2 separate regions of the Sus scrofa genome follow, and region 1 is linked to region 2. The links are chromatin contacts, called in public HiChIP or PLAC-seq maps. All regions are on one chromosome and are shown on one strand. Each heading gives the region's core, a stretch centred on a gene start, on an enhancer-like site or on the middle of the called end of the contact. The rest is flanking DNA. Distances are from core to core; before and after follow the strand shown. Region 1 holds the start of MEX3C (RNA-binding E3 ubiquitin-protein ligase MEX3C). Region 2 holds the start of ME2 (NAD-dependent malic enzyme, mitochondrial).

Region 1 (4,054 bases), core at 814-3,313, 280 kb before region 2:
TGTAAGGATTTGGGTTCAATCCCTGGCCTTGCTCAGTGGGTTAAGGGTCCAGCGTTGCTACAAGCTGTAGTATGGGTTGCAGAGGCAGCTCCAATCCCACCTTGCTGTGGTGTAAGCCAGCAGCTACAGCTCTGATTCAACTCCTAGCCTGATAACTTCCATATGTTGAGGATGCAGCCCTAAAAAGCAAAAAACAACAACAAAAAATCACTGCTCCAGAGGCTACTGCTACAAGTGAGTTGTTAGAAAAGTGATTTACAGGCTTATAGGAGGACTAGGGAAACACTGGAGTAACAGAAAAGTTTACATTCGCTACAATTCTCTATGCCTTTGAAGTAGGATTGTGCACATGGCAGTAAAGGCACAAAATAAAGAAACAAAAGACATAGTTCAGCTTTCCTTGGGACTATTGTCTTGTAACATCTTAGACAATTCAGAAAAGCAGGCGCTCATTCAAGTTCAAACATAAGAAACGAGTTTCAGGGAGCAAGATATAAGATATCCAGTACAGAAAGGATCTCAAGTTATACTTCAAAAATCAAGAACTTCTAGTAGTTATTCTGTACTTGAAATATGGCTACTGCGAAGTGAACATATAGAGCTATCCTAGTGTAAAATACACACTATTTTCAAAGATAGCATAAAAAACTATAAAGCATATCAATAATTGTATGTTAATTCCATTTTAAATGGTATTTTGAATCTATTGAACTCAGTATACTTATTAAAACTGTTTCTTCTTACTTTCTGTAATGGGGACACTAGAAACCTTAAAATTACATTACGTCGCTCACATTCTATCTCCATGAGACAACGCAGGTGATTAAGACTAACCTGGGGAGGCTACTGGTACTAAAGGGGTGGAGGGAGGGGGGAGCAAGGGAAAGGTGTGTGTGACAGTAGTCTTAGCCCAAGATGAGGGAAAGCGATAAGGCTTTCTTTCTGACAAGTCATTTAAAAACCGGACAATACTGTGGGAAGAACGTCTTGAAAGAGGAAACGATGATTTAATTTCCTTGAAAAGCCCCGAAGAACTCAAGTTCAGCATTTAAGGCTCCTGATGTAACCGACCGGCCACGCACTGGGAGCCGGGCCAGATGGGCGTGGGAGGGCTCTGCCCCGCGGGAGGAGCCTGCCCGAGTTGTGCAGGGAAGGCCCAGGAGCCACGCGGTTCAGGAAACCACCCCCGCGGCTGGAGAGGGGAACACTTCACTGGCCCCTCCTTCGATGACTCTCCCTAGGCCCTTACCCTGAAAGAGGGAAATCTCTTCAACAACGCTTTCCCGGCCCAAGCCTACGCTACACTCCAAGGCCGCTCCCTCTGTGCGCTAACAGACCCCACCCAGGTGGGCCAGAGGGATGCGGAGAACCAGAGAAAACCAGGTGTATGCTTCCACTGCGTGCGCCTGCGCAAAAACCCCAATTCGGGCCCTAGCTTCAGCCTCTGCTGCCACGCCTTCGTCCCGCCTCCCTTCCCGCCCCCACCTGGGTACGTCACAAAGAGTGACATGTAAAGCGAACAATCACAGTCCCTCTCCTCGTGAGCCAGTAGGGAAAGGGGTGGGAGGGTGGGGGGAGGGCAGAGGACGGAAGGAGAAGGCTTGGGGGACTGGCTCGTCCTGGTCACCCAATCAGAGAGCTCTGGGGAAAAGCGGGGCGGGGCCCAAAAAGAGGGTGGGGGGGTGGGGCTAGGGAAAGGAGTTAGAAGGCTGAGGGGAGGAGAGGGCGGGCTCCCAAGGATTAAAAGCGGCCAATCAGAGCCCGCCGGCTTCATTCGGAGAGCAGCGTGGGGCGTCGCCGCCGCCGCCGCGCGCGCCGGGGGCTGGTTAAGGCCATGAAACAAAAGAAACCCTGAGAGGGGAGCCGCTGCCACCTCCACCAGCCCGCCCCGCCGCCGTCCCCACCCACCCACCTAGTTACCTACCTCTGCCTCCTTCCCCTGCCCCTCCACCCCGCCCTCTCCGGTCTCCGGGGGCCCTGGCGCTCCTCGGCCCGGGTCGCCAGCCCCGCCGCCTCTCCAGAGGAAAGGTGTTTGCGCGCTGAGCAGGGCCGGGGCCCTGTCCGCCATGGGGCTCGCCGCCCGCCGCGCCTGACCCGGCCGCCGCCGCCGCCGCCATTGACAGCGCGCCGCCGCGATGCCGAGCGGCAGCTCCGCGGCCCTGGCCCTGGCGGCGGCCCCGGCCCCCCTGCCGCAGCCGCCCCCGCCGCCGCCGCCGCCGCCACTGCCGCCGCCCGCGGCTGGCCCGGAGCTCGAGGGGGACGGGCTCCTGCTGAGGGAGCGCCTGGCCGCGCTAGGCCTCGACGACCCCAGCCCAGCGGAGCCCGGCGCCCCGGCTCTCCGGGCCGCGGCAGCGCAGAGCCAGGCCCGGCGGGCGGCGGGGCTGTCTCCGGAGGAGCGGGCTCCGCCCGGCCGGCCCGGGGTTTCGGAGTCGGCCGAGCTGGAGCTGGAGGAGGACGAGGAGGAGGGGGAGGAAGCGGAGCTGGACGGAGAGCTGCTGGAGGAGGAAGAGCTGGAGGAGGCAGAAGAGGAGGACCGGCCGTCTCTGCTATTGCTGTCGCCGCCCGCGGCCGCCGCCTCCCAGACCCAGCCGATCCCAGGCGGGTCCCTGGGGTCGGTGCTGCTGCCCGCCGCCGGCTTCGATGCTCGGGAAGCGGCCGCGGCGGCTGCGGCGGCTGGAGTACTTTACGGAGGGGACGATGCCCAGGGCATGATGGCGGCGATGCTGTCCCACGCCTACGGCCCCGGTGGCTGCGGGGCGGCGGCAGCCGCCCTGAACGGAGAGCAGGCGGCCCTGCTCCGGAGAAAGAGCGTCAACACCACCGAGTGCGTCCCGGTGCCCAGCTCTGAGCATGTCGCCGAGATTGTCGGTCGCCAGGGTGAGTACGGGTTGGGGGTAGTCCAGCTGGGCATGGCCCGGGGCGTGGGTGGGGAGACGAAAGAAAAGAGCTTGGGGCAGAAAAGACAAGCCCGGCGAGTTCCCCCACGTCTACCGCGACGGGGTTTGGGAGGAGCCGAGGAAATGAGAAGATGGGTCACCTTGCGAAAATCCCACGGTGTTCGGCTCCTATTCTGTTGCCTGACAAAAGGTGGTAAGTTTCTCGAGCCACCCAGTCCGGCGGTGTTCACTCTACTCGGGTTGAATTCCTGGAACATCCGGCTGGCGTGGCACCAAAAACCTCAGTGAGGTGGTAAAAGGTCGGGTCGGTTGTGGATTCGGTGTTGTGCACGGAAAGCTACGAGATGACAAGTTTGCGCAGCCCACTGTCTTGTAAAAAGGGCATGGCTTCCCTTACAAGCAGATTGTTCGGATGAAGAAATTGACAGAAATGAAGGCTTGTAGAAAGAGCTTGAGGGGGAAGGGGATGTTCATGCGGTCGTTCCAACCGCCACCCCCCCCCCACCCCTCCGCTATTCAGAAATTTAGTTTTTGAAGAACAGCCTAACTCTCTGTGGATCTTAGTGTATTCCTTTTGATACATTCTAACTCTCGAAAAGGCACATTGATTACCTTTTTGAACACTTTAGGGTACACGATGGAGAAAAATTGAACAGTAAAATAATTGAGTTAAGGAACTTTATTTGTTTATACAGTTTTCAGTAAATACTCTTCTTCATTTGCCAGCACACTAGTACTGCAGACAGACTCCTCCCACATTGTTCAGACAAAGGACCTATGTCTCAGATTCCAGGAGTAGATTTGTGAAGGTGGGGGAAGGGGATGCCCAGAGTACCTCTGTATCCGGCATTTTTAGAGAACGTCCTATGCTCTTTTAGTGTAGCTCCCCCCCCTCCTTTATAAAGGAGTAACTATTACCTGCAGCTGACTTACTACAATATGATTTAACCTGGTTGATGCATGTCTCTTTACTGTTAGGTTGAGAGCATTGTTGGGGTCAAATAAAGAGAAATGATGGCGCTGCTGCTTAAATGATCTCATCTTTCCCAAGTGGTCTAAAGTACACATAAATAAGAGGTCTGTCGAAATGGTGGTTTCAAATATCAGAGTTGGCTCATTTCTTAGGTCTAGGATTTTAATGAGAAAAGTCCCTCTGA
Region 2 (4,008 bases), core at 738-3,237:
ATCACTGCTCAAAGCTCATTATTTAAAGGTTCACTATTAGAAGATAAGAACTTTTTCCTTCATTTCTGCAAACCATGTAACCTAATATGTAACTCAACAGGTTATAGTCGTTACACAGTGTATCTTTATATATCATTTGTGTGACGACTATAGTGTGTGTATATACATATGTTTATGAATATGTATATATACAACATGTACAGGTGTGTATATGGGGGAGGGCGGTATGGGCTGTTAAGGAAACGACTGTTTCTTATCTAATTTCTAGAATGCTTGGCAACAAAAGATCAAAACTTTTAAGTACTACATTGCAATTAGCTTTCCAACATGAACAATTTTAATGGAGCACTAAGAGGGGGCTGGAGCTATTAAGTTAGACTGCCTTACTTCGAATCCAGGCTTTGCTACTTAAAACCTGTTGATCTTGGGGAAGTTACTTAACCTTCATTTGTAAATTAGAGACAGTAACAGTATCGACCTCAGGGCCTTATTTCGAGATAATTCTTGTAGAGAGAAGCGCCCGCCCATGATTAACAGTTAATACAGCTTCTATGGTTATCAATTGCAACTCTAAAAGAAGTAACAATGCTATCACCTGTTTTGGTTTGACGTGCCTGCCATAAACTTTAAGAAGGTAAATCACACAGATATGAGATAACACGTTTTTGTAAGGAAGCATGTCTGTTGAGAATTGTTTTGATTACGCTTCTTCACTCCAAAAGGCAACGTAAATTTTCTAGAATTATCTTCGGAAACAAAAAAAGTCAAATCCAGGATCTCAATGTAATACCATACAAGCAGAAATGGTTATCACCAGCGTGGGGAAAAAACACAACAACCTGCCAATCATAGTCCACAGATGTCATTTCATATCAATGAACAGAACGGTTCCATTCTTAGAACTTTCTAGCCCGCAACAAACTTCCTTTAAAGTGAGAACAATCGCAACATACAAACAAAATGCCCAATCCTGCCATTAATTCATCCCTGCAGAAGAAGAGATCTATTTGATAAAGGAATATGGAGCCACAAAAACGGTCTTTACCGAGCGCGGGAGTAAAGGGTAAAAGATGCTCCTGTTACGGAGTCCTCAGGGCCTTACTACGAGTCGGAAGGAGGGCGCCCTGGACTGGGAAGTCGCGTCCCTAAGCGCCAGGGAAGAGCCGCCGACAGCCGAAGAGAGGGTCGCCGCCATCCGACCCGCTGCCCCCGTTCTCAGCCGGGACTCGGTGAGCCTCTTCCGTTCCCGTCCGTTCACCCCACCTTCCCACCCTCTAAGCGGAGACCTTGAGGGCCTCACGCGCGGAAGCCGACAGCGGGTCCGCAATCTGCTCCCCTGGCCCGGCGAGAGGAGGCCGGCGCCCGCTCCCATCCCGGAACTCCCGCCCGGGCCCCGCCGCTCCAGGCCGCCCGCAGCTGCGCGCCGCGCAGAGCCTTACCACAAGTCTCGCCCCGCGACAGGTGGTGCTTCGAACGGAGAGGCCACGGCCTCTCAGCCCACCCGGACGATGCTCAGCTCCAGCTGAGTCCGCCCCTCCCCTTCTCTAGGCTTCCCGGAGCCGGCGCCAGCTAAGGGTCCACCCGGCCGGGTCGGCTGGATACCGGGGAGGCCACCAGTAAATCCGCGTAGTGAGGAGAGGAGCTGAGAAGACTGCCGGCACGGCCCCATGGGCGGAGACTGACGGGCGGGCGGGCCAATGCGGAGGCAGGAAGCAGCCTTAAGAGGCGGGGCTCCGCCGGGAGGTTTCGCAGCCTGAGCACCCACGTCCCAGCCTGTCAGGACCTTCATCTGTCCGGTTGCTTGAGGTTACTGTTTGGAGGCCGGATTCATTCCCTTAAGAGCCCGACCCCGAGGAGTGAGAGAGGGGTCGCGTAGAGTGGAAGGAATCCTGATATACAGAAAAAAACCGTAGCCCCATGAAAACAGCTGGGGACCTCACATCTCCGCAGCTAGCGGGAAGGTCGGAGGTGATTGCTGAGCGTTCGCGCGAGAAGAGGTTCTGCGCAGGCGCGGGCGAGGCCGGGGATCGGGTGGAGCAGGTCTGCGGGTACCAGTCGCGGAACCTGAGAGGAAGGCTAAGGGTTCGGGTCCGTCCTGGACAGCCAGTGGAGGCCGGGAGAGGATGGGCGAGATTTAGGAACTAGATACAAGCCAGGAGACTGGAGAAGCTGCAGAAGGAGGACCCAGGAAATGCAAAGCCTCCTCACTTTAGGAACGCTTTGTTTCTCAGCAATTTTTGTTTGTCGAAGCGTCGCTATTTTGCAGAATTCTTTGCCCCTCTCTACCCTTGCTGGCACAGTTATTGGCCCGCAGGGAATTTACTAATGATCCTTATCATTACAGTCACCACCAATAGATATTCAGTATTCCCTTTCAGAAAAGCCCTGGAACCCTAAATTGTTGTCTTCAAAGCATCGGGAAATAGATGAATAATCTGTTCCCATCCACAGTTGCGGTGTTGAAGGATATTTCTTCACTCTTGTTTCATAAAATGTTATCACCAGAAAGTCCTCACTATAATCGAGTTTTTGTGCTTTTAAATATAGTAGGAGTTCCCGTCATGGCGCAGTGGTTAACGAATCCGGCTAGGAACCATGAGGTTGCGGGTTCGGTCCCTGGCCTTGCTCAATGGGTTAACGATCTGGCGTTGCTGTGAGCTGTGGTGTTGGTTACAGACGCGGCTGGGATCTGGCCTTGCTGTGGCTCTGGTGTAGGTCAGTGGCTACAGCTCTGATTAGACCCCTAGTCTGGGAATCTCCATATGCCACAGGAGTGGCCCTAGAAAAGGCAAAATAAATAAATAAATAAAAATAAGAAAATAAAATATAGTAAAAATAATTTTTAAGTAAAGATGTAAAGGATAAAGAGGCAACGATGAAATGAGAAAATTAAAAGTGATGGAAATGTAGGATAGGGAAGATTGAGCAGAAGTAGAGAAAAATGAACTCTCCCCTTCTAAACTCGTTTACAATTATGTAAAATTTGGAGCAACCATGCCACATTGGGCATGTTGGGGAAAGAGTAGAGGATAAATGATGGGCATGGCTGCTATAGTAACCACAGCTGTGAAAGAGGGACTATGAAAAAGCATGACCTAAAAAAGCCCTGCTTGCCAGATAACTGTCAAGATGCAGCAAGTTGAATGGGAGAAAATTTAAAAATTACAGGTGCCATTCATCTTGGGCGGTCTCTTCTCTGTCCTAATTCTTTCCATCAGCAGCCTCATTCTTTTCCTGTCAACAGCATGTATCTCTCCTTTTTTTAGTTTAAAACCAATGTCACCAATCATTGGCATTTAATCAAATATCTAGAGTATTCTAGGATAGGCTCTATAAAAGAAAATCAGAAAATCATTTCTATTAATGCATCTTCCTTAGTAGTCTTACTTTTTTTGGCGGGGGGGGGGTCTTTTTAGGGCCGCACCCGTGGCATATGGAGGTTCCCAGGCTAGGGGTCCAGTCGGAACTACAGCTGCTAGCCTATGCCACAGCCACAGCAAAGCAGGATCCGAGGCTCGTCTGTGACCTACACCACAGCTCACTGCAATGCCGGATCTTTAGCCACTGAGTGAGGCTAAGGATCTAGCCCATATCCTCATGGATCCTAGTTGGGTTCATTAACTGCTAAGCCACGGAGGGAACTCCCTAAAAATTTTTTTGATGCCTACCCTGTACCAATTAAATAAGAAACTTCTGATATGCGTCTCCAATACCTGTGTTTCTTCATGGTTCTCATGTTTGTATTTTTTTTATGTATTTTCCTGTATAAGTTCCATAAAAATGGGGATTTATAAAAATTGTCTCCCTGTATTCCTAAGTCCTTACATATGATTAACGTTTGAATAATTAATGGGCAGGTTTAGAATGTTGATGTCTTCTTTGTTCTAAAGGAAACATTCTCAAAGTGTGGTCCTGGATCATCACCTCATCCTTCTCCTCCTCCTCCTCATCATCATCATCACCTGGGAACTTGTTAGACATGCAAATACTTGAGCCCCATCCCAGACC

Evidence for each region. HiChIP or PLAC-seq counts read pairs in DNA pulled down with a chosen protein or histone mark.
Region 1: a contact with region 2 is called in an H3K27ac HiChIP or PLAC-seq map of alveolar macrophages. The contact joins the promoter of MEX3C here to the promoter of ME2 in region 2. A contact is called at or near these places in 2 of 47 Hi-C or Micro-C datasets (embryonic fibroblasts and heart right ventricle) and 1 of 2 datasets of contacts at active chromatin or transcription factors (alveolar macrophages).

The regions. Positions count from the first base shown.
Region 1 is chr1:100,697,286-100,701,339 of Sscrofa11.1, reverse strand. It overlaps MEX3C (RNA-binding E3 ubiquitin-protein ligase MEX3C), which reads left to right and starts at 2,063. Exons shown (of 2, transcript XM_021093297.1): 1 at 2,063-2,877. The coding sequence starts at 2,136.
Region 2 is chr1:100,417,383-100,421,390 of Sscrofa11.1, reverse strand. ME2 (NAD-dependent malic enzyme, mitochondrial) reads right to left here and starts at 1,987. Exons shown (of 16, transcript XM_021093285.1): 1 at 1,440-1,987.